Regions from separate parts of the Oryctolagus cuniculus genome. Here region 2 is linked to region 1. The links are chromatin contacts, called in public Hi-C maps. All regions are on one chromosome and are shown on one strand. Each heading gives the region's core, a stretch centred on a gene start, on an enhancer-like site or on the middle of the called end of the contact. The rest is flanking DNA. Distances are from core to core; before and after follow the strand shown. Region 1 has its middle 45 kb from the start of CTSB. Region 2 holds the start of CTSB (cathepsin B).

Region 1 (3,632 bases), core at 156-2,655:
ACCACTGACCCACCTCTCCAATTTCTTATTGGCGACATGAGAGCTTTGGACACATCTCCAAGACCTCTGTCAACTCAAGCCTCCTACAATGAATGGCTGTGGGCAGCCCATCAGTGCTTCACTTGACAGCCAGCTTTTGGTGGTCCAGATTCTTGCAGAAGGTAGCTGCGGTGGGTTGAATAGTGCCCCCCTCCCGCCCTGCTCCCAACTGACGTCCACGCGGAACCTCAGTGTGACCTCACTTGAAAACTGGTTCACGGTAGATATAATTGAGATGGCACTGTGTGAGGGTGGGCTCTAAATGCAGTGACCAATGTCCTTGGGAGAAGAGTGGCCACGCAGAGACACAGAAAAGCAGATATGAAGACAGCTCAGCGTGATCAGCCACACAACAGGGAGCGAGGGCCGTGGGCGGGAGCTGGGAGGGAGGCAAGGAAGCATTCTTCCCTAGAGCTTTTTGAGGTGCACCACACTTAACTTCAGACTCATAACCTCCAGACCTGCAGGGTCATCAGTTTCTGTTGGTTGAAGCCATCCAGTCTGTGCAGATCTGTTATGGCAGTCGTGTAAGCTAATGTAGGAGCTTTCTTTTAAAAAATCAGCTGTATTCTTCAGAAGTCATTAGGATTCTTGGCATTTTCATGAGAATTACAGATGTTCCACCATGCGGCCATTAAGAAAGAGGATTTTAAAGATTTTAAGTAATTTGAGACATTGTTTATATATAATCAGAGCAAAAAGGAAAAGTATAAGATGACTTCAAAAGGTTCCTGGAAAAGGGGAATTAAGATATGTTTATTTTGGGCGGGCGCCATGGCTCACTAGGCTAATCCTCTGCCTTGCGGCGCCGGCACATCAGGTTCTAGTCCCGGTTGGGGCACCGGATTCTGTCCCGGTTGCCCCTCTTCCAGGCCAGCTCTCTGCTATGGCCCAGGAGTGCAGTGGAGGATGGCCCAAGTCCTTGGGCCCTGCACCCACATGGGAGACCAGGAAAAGCACCTGACTCCTGGCTTCGGATCAGTGTGACGCGCCAGCTGCAGTGCGCCGGCTGCGGCAGCCATTGGAGGGTGAACCAACGGCAAAGGAAGACCTTTCTCTCTGTCTCTCTCTCTCAAACTCTGCCTGTCAAAAAAAAAAAATATGTTTATTTTGGTGCAAAAATTTTAAACAGTTATTTATGTATTTTAGAAGCGGAGAGACCAGGCGTGCTCCGATCGCTCGCTGGCTCACCCCCCCAAATGCCCACATTGGCTGAGAGCCGGGCACACGGCAAAGCACAGCACCACCACTGCCCGGGTCTGCACCAGCCACACTGGGTGCTCCGTTGTTGGATGTGGTGTCTTAACCGCCAGGCCAAACTCCCAGCCCAGGAGCCAAGCATTTTTGGAACCCATGCATAGTGTTTTCGTAATGCACTTTCCCCAAGGGCTCGGTGAAGACCTTGTGCGTATGGTGTGATCGTGCGTTACAGCTGTGTGTGCAAGGCCTCAGGGGGAGGGGACAGAGATGTTAGGACGGTGACTTTCTCCCTTCCACTTTTCAAAATGCACGTATTGTGTTTATGTTTACTCGGTGGAAGATAGGAACATTGAATAAAAGGATTCAAGATTTTTTTAAAAAAAATTAAATGATTTTTTTGTCTTTTAAAAGTACTTTTCTTACTGGTAATTATTTTAATATTTGAAAACATCTTTTTGTATGACAGTAACTCTACATATTGGTGGGCTGGAACGCTGGAGCTAAACGTGAACTTGAGAGAAGCAAACTTGGCCGCGGAAGCTGGCCGCGGCCCTGGTTTTGTTTTATTTCCTGTCCCTGTTCCCCCACCCCGTTTGCTCGGGGTGCCAGCTGCCAAGGCAGAGCTTCCCAGGGTTGCTTGCTTAGCCTATCCCGGCATCTGCAGGTCAGCTCCCACCTCGCAGGATTCCCAGGCAGGCTGCGGGCGCCGCCGGGGCCTGGCCCTTGGACTTCGAAGGCTGGGATGGGGGTGGGGTGGGGGGCACAAGCTCCCCAGTGCAGCGAACCCTGGCTGTCCCTTCCCAAGTCCTTACTCAGGGGATTTTGGTTTTGCTTCCTCTCTGAGTGGCCTGCACAGCGACCTCAGCGGCCCCGACCCTGCAATCACACGCCCCTCTCCACTCTGGAGTTTGAGCCTCCCAAAGCCATGCCTCTCGGGCAGCCGACAGCACGGGGGCCTGTCGCCAGCCGCGGTCTCTGTGTTGCTTTCCACCCGTGGCCAGGAGACACCAGCGCAGAAAGAATGTGACAGAACCCCCGCCTTGGTCACCCCCCAGGCAGATCCTGAAATGCTAACAACAGCGATTTTTCCTACTTCTGCTTTTACAAATCCTCTCTGAGGACAGGCTCCATCTGACCCACAGAATGAGCGAGCCCGAGGCCAGGAGTTTCAAGTGCATCTCACACGGTCACGGACAGTGGGGACAGTGTGATCAGAGCCGAGAACCAGCGCTTGGGAAGGGTCTTCCGGGGGCCTGCGGCTCTCTATGATCCTTAAAATAAACTTGGGAAGTCAGCATCTTCATATTTGGTTTTAGAATTCACTTGTTTATTTGAGAGGGAGAAAGACTCAGTGAGCTCCTATCTGCTGGTTCACTTCCCAAATGCCCAAAACAGCTGGGGCTGGGCCAGGCCAAACCAAGGAGCTGGCAACTTAATCCGGGTCTCCTACATGGGTGCAGGAGCCCAAGCACCTGAGCCATCACCGGCTGCCTCCCATGGTGCATTCGCAGGAAGCAGGTGTCAGGAGCCCGAGCCAGGCGTGGAACCCAGTGGGACGGGGGCATCTTAGCTGCTGGGCTAAACACTTGGCCCCCACTTCCCCCATTTTTTAAAGATAACTGAAGCTCAAAGAAGTACATGGCACCGCAGAAGTGAAAGGGTGGGAACTGAAACTTAGCTCTTGTGCCTCGTGTTTAGGGCTCTGCCCATTGCCATTGTGTTAAATTATCTTCCGTGGAGCCATAGCTGGCCCAGGACCGAGTGCTTGAAGACACCAGTGGGTTCTCATCCCCCGTGGATCTGGAGCAGGACTGTGGGAGCAGTGCAGCCAGGCTGTGGTGGCGCAGGCTCTCTCGGGGAATCGCAGGCAGGGTGCTCACTGGTGTCTGTGGGGTTGGAGGGTTGACAGAGGCTGGGGACCCGCTTCCCTGAGGCCTTGCCCAGGGCTGGCAAGCTGGTACCGGCTGCTGGCAGCTCTGCTCAGTCTCTCTTTACCGGGGCTGTGATGGTCTCTTGCCTTGATGGCCGGTCTTACCCAGAGCGAGTGAGCAGAGAGCAAGAAAAAAGTGTCCACGTCTTCTAGGACCTTGCCTTAGAGGCCACATGTTATCATTTCTGCAGTATCCCATCGGTTACCACACAGGCATGAACGCCAGGAGATGGGGCTTATGGGGCCGTCTTGGGTACCAGCCACAGTACTACATATGTTACTCAGCACTGTGGCATGTCAATGTTGGTTGCTGAAAAACACTCAATCCTGAGATAGCATTTTCATAGTGTCAGCTGGATTTCAGAATATCTTTTTTTTTTAAGATTTATTTTTTTATTTGAGAGGCAGAGTTACAGAGAGAGGGAGAGACACAGAGAGAGAGAGAGAGATCTTCCATCTGCTG
Region 2 (3,721 bases), core at 740-3,239, 45 kb before region 1:
CACCCCCATACACACTCAGCACCCTCCCTGCCTGACAACTCTGTGAAGGGCAAAAGCACTCATTTCGCATAGTTCAGCCTCACGGATTTCTGATACTTTCCTTGGGCCAGAGCAGCACAAGCGGGCAGCAGCCCTGTGCGGCCTCCTCTCTCCCCAGTGTGGGTATTCCACACAACTCGCCACTGCCTCTAAGGAAACCACACACGGTGGGCAGTCAAGCCGTGGCATCCCGTGAGGGTGCCTGGGTGTGAAACCCAGCTCCACGGCTGCCGGCTTTCTCGTAGGGAGCATCCTGGGAGGCAGCAGGCTCAGCTACTCGGGTCCTGCCAGGCTAGTGAGACCCCGATTCAGTTTCAGGTTGTAGCTTCAACCTGGCCTAGTCTGGGTTGCTGCGCGCATCTGGGGGAAGTGAGTGAAGAAGAGACAGAACCTCTGTCTCTGCCATTCAAGTACAATAAAATTTTAAAAGAAAATCAGGCAATAGTGGTCTCCCTCTACTTTCCAATCCACTGCCAATAGCCGAATAAAATGTCTTCTACCCTACCCTGAATGTGTGTAACTCCCAGACCCAGCAGTTGGGGAAAGAAAAGAAGCAAGGACCTCGGCCCCAGCTGCTGAGTCAGCACCACAGGGGCAATTTCGCCCTGGAGCCAAAGGGCTCCCACCCACGCCCGAATCCAAGCAGCTTGGAAACAGGGCTGTGCTGCCCGAGCCAGCCTCGGGACACCCGGGGAGCCAGGGCCTCGGAAGCAACCCCAGAGGGCCCTGCACCTGTGCCATCAGCAGAACCCCCGGGGGTTTTCTCCACTGTTCTGCAGGGCTCCTCCGACTTTCTGAAACGGCTTCGCAGCATAGGCAGCCCTGCGCTTCTCCAGGTCTCCATCACCGGAGCCAAGCGGAAGCGGTGTCCTCCATCAACGAAAGGATGGCAGGGAAGGAGTGGCCTCTCCTCAGCCAGCTCCTCTTCACCTACCTCCCAGTGACCCCGGCCCGGTGGCCGCACCTCTGCCGGTCTCCTCTGGCGAGAGACACCCGGAGATGTGTTCCTAAGAGACCCGAGGTGCTAGGTGGTCCCCTGCATTCCGCAACCTCACTCGCTCCACCACTAGGCAATGGGGTCCCTCCCAGGTCGGATGAAGAATGCCAGAGCCACAGTCCTGCACCTCACACCTGCACCCGCAAACAAGCAGGGTCCAGTTCACTTCCCCCGGTCTGCCTGCCCACCCGTCGTCCCCCTCCCCAGCTGCTCCTCAGGGCCAGGAGCAGAGGGCAGAGGTGAAGTCCCAGGCAAACACCCTGCTTCCCCTCCCACAGCCCTGCCCCCGGCACCCCGGGGACAGCCTGGGGCCCCCAAGTCCGGGACGGGCTCCTCTCCTCTCCGCTCAGTTTCTCTTCCTGTTTATGAATCGCACTCCTCCTCGTGCCGGTTCCACCCTAGCCACCCAGTTCCAGGTTTCTGTTTTCGAAGGGACCCGACTCCTGGGACTCCAGGAATGGTGTGGAGATTGTGCGCAGTCAAGCTCTTCAGAACGAGAAAAAAGCGACCACGCAGGCAGACGGGGTGCTCTGAGCCCGGGACTGTGTCCCCAAGAGCCCCGAGGCCGGGGTCTGATCGGCGCGCCCCGGCAACCCCACTCGGGGCGGGCCCTGGGTGTGAGCCGAGCAGGCCCAGGGTCACTGCGCCCAGCGATGGCGCAAAGGCGGCCCGGGGCCACCCCAGCTGGCATCGCAGCGACGGCCCCAAGGGTGGCTCTCCTCCGCCAGCCGGGCCCCCAGGCCTGGCCAAGGTCACTTTCCGCCGCCGCGGCGCCGCCACCCAGGCCCGCGCGCCTCCAGCGCCGACTCACCGAGCGCAGCCGTGAGAGCCGGGCCTGCAGCCTCCTCGCGCCCGCCGCCGCCGCGCCGCAGCCGGAGCCGAGCAGCCGCCGTAGCTCCCGCAGTCCGCCCCGCGCCCTTTTACCCAGCCGGCCCCGCCCGCCGCCCGGCTGACTCGTCACGTGACGCCGCGCCCGCCCCGCCCCGCCCCGCACCCCTGCCCCGGCTCCTGCCCCGCCTGCCCCGCCGGGCCTCGGTTCCGGGAGACCCGGCGGGGGCCGCTCGGAGCCCAGGGCGCACGGGCCAGAGGAGCGTCCCCCCGGCTTCCAGGGGGACCTGCCGCGGGCGGGAGGCGCACAAGTGGGCCCAGGTCCCCATCAGGCAAAGCTGCGGGATGTCTGCATGTTGCCATCCATTCGCAGAGCAGAGGCTGGGGCTGCAGGTGTGGGGACAGCCAGCCTCACAGAGGAGCCTTAACGCGGGGCTCCTTTAGCGCTAACGTTCTGAGAGAGTGTTGTGGAGATTCAGGACAAGGCACCCAAATGCAGTGCACTGGCGTGCTGAGAACTTCGAGCCCAAGAAAGCGTGCTCGCCAGATCTGGCGGACCTTTCTCCCCCCAAAACAGGCGCAGGAACTAGACTGCCTCTTCCCCCCAGGTAAGTCATAGCAGCTAGGACCCTGCGCCTACACACCTGGAAAACCTAGAAGTAGAATCGGACCTTGCCTGGCCTTTCCGTGTGGGAGCTGGCCACCCTCTGGGACCACCTTGTCTGATGCTAGGTTCCCAGAGGGCCTGCCCGGCACCAGAGGGAGGAAGGGCTGCTACACAGTGGGGCCAAGCAGAGTCTGAACAGGGACATAGGCAACCAGCACAGGGTGTTTTTATTTATTTATTTATTTATTTTTTTGCTGGAGAGGCTGGTGGAAATGGTAGGGTGTCTCAGGCCCATTTCCCCCCCACAAGCACCCCCAAACCTCCCTAGCCCTCATGACAAGCTTGCAAGGTAGGCATGACCCTGGTTTCATTTAGGAGACCCAGAAAAGTCTGGCACCTGATCCAGGCAGGAGAAGGCTCCCTGATGGGCCAGGGCAGGCTCAGGAGCTGTGTGACAGCTGATGGCTGGGCATCTGTACCTACGGCAGAGGGCCAGCCTCCTGCAGTCAGCCGGACCCACAGCTCGCAGCCTTCTCCTGCCTGGGTCAGGTGCCAGACTTTTCCGGGTCTCCTAAATGAAACTGGGGTCAAGCCTACCTTGCAAGCTTGTTGTGAGGGCTAGAGAGGTTTGGGGGTGCTTGTTGGGGAGAGATGGGCCCGAGCCACCCTATCATCTCCACCAGACAGAGTGTTTCCATCTGCTGGCCCACTCCCTGTATTCCCATGGCAGCCAGGGCTGGGCCAGGCTGAAGCCAGGAGCCTGGAACTCCATCCAGGTTTCCCATGAGGGTGGCAGGGCCCAAGCTTGGGCCACCATCTGCTGCTTCTGAGGAAGCATTGGCAGGAAGCTGAATCTGAAGCAGAGGAGCCGAGACTCAGCCCAGCTCCCTGACAGAGGATGTGGGCATCCCTAGCATAGCTTAACCTACTGCGCTACAACAGCCACCCAAGACACATGGTCTAAGGAAAATCAGCACCTGGTGAAATGAGGAAGCCCCCCACCTCCCCTACACCATGTTACAGAGGCAGAAAAGGGAACCCAGGAAAGTTCTAGTAAGTTACTGTTAGGTTCTAGGGTTCAAAGAAGGCCAGGAGGCAGCTAAAGCAGAAAAGACTATTTTAGTGGGGACAGAAACACTTTGAGAAAGTGTAAGGAGAGCCTGGATCAGACGCCAGACTTCTCTGGGTCTCCTGAGTAAAACTGGGATCATAGCTGTTTCATCCGGCCTGGGTTCAGGCCCAGTGACCTA

What was found. A called contact is a pair of places that touch in the nucleus more often than the background predicts.
Region 2: a contact with region 1 is called in a Hi-C map of an unstated tissue, with 3 times the contacts expected there. The contact joins the promoter of CTSB here to the enhancer-like site in region 1. A contact is called at or near these places in 2 of 6 Hi-C or Micro-C datasets (ear pinna and an unstated tissue).

The regions. Positions count from the first base shown.
Region 1 is chr2:42,642,749-42,646,380 of mOryCun1.1, reverse strand. No RefSeq gene overlaps it. Among named protein-coding and RNA genes, the nearest start is that of CTSB, 45 kb to the left of the region's middle. Within about 2 kb of position 1,405, at least 4 of the 8 cell types and tissues checked have an H3K27ac peak or open chromatin away from gene starts, as enhancers often do. A contact at or near this core is called in ear pinna, where this site is marked.
Region 2 is chr2:42,687,830-42,691,550 of mOryCun1.1, reverse strand. CTSB (cathepsin B) reads right to left here and starts at 1,989. Exons shown (of 10, transcript XM_002709436.5): 1 at 1,848-1,989. LOC138848446 (a long non-coding RNA gene) reads left to right here and starts at 2,037. Exons shown (of 3, transcript XR_011386234.1): 1 at 2,037-2,472.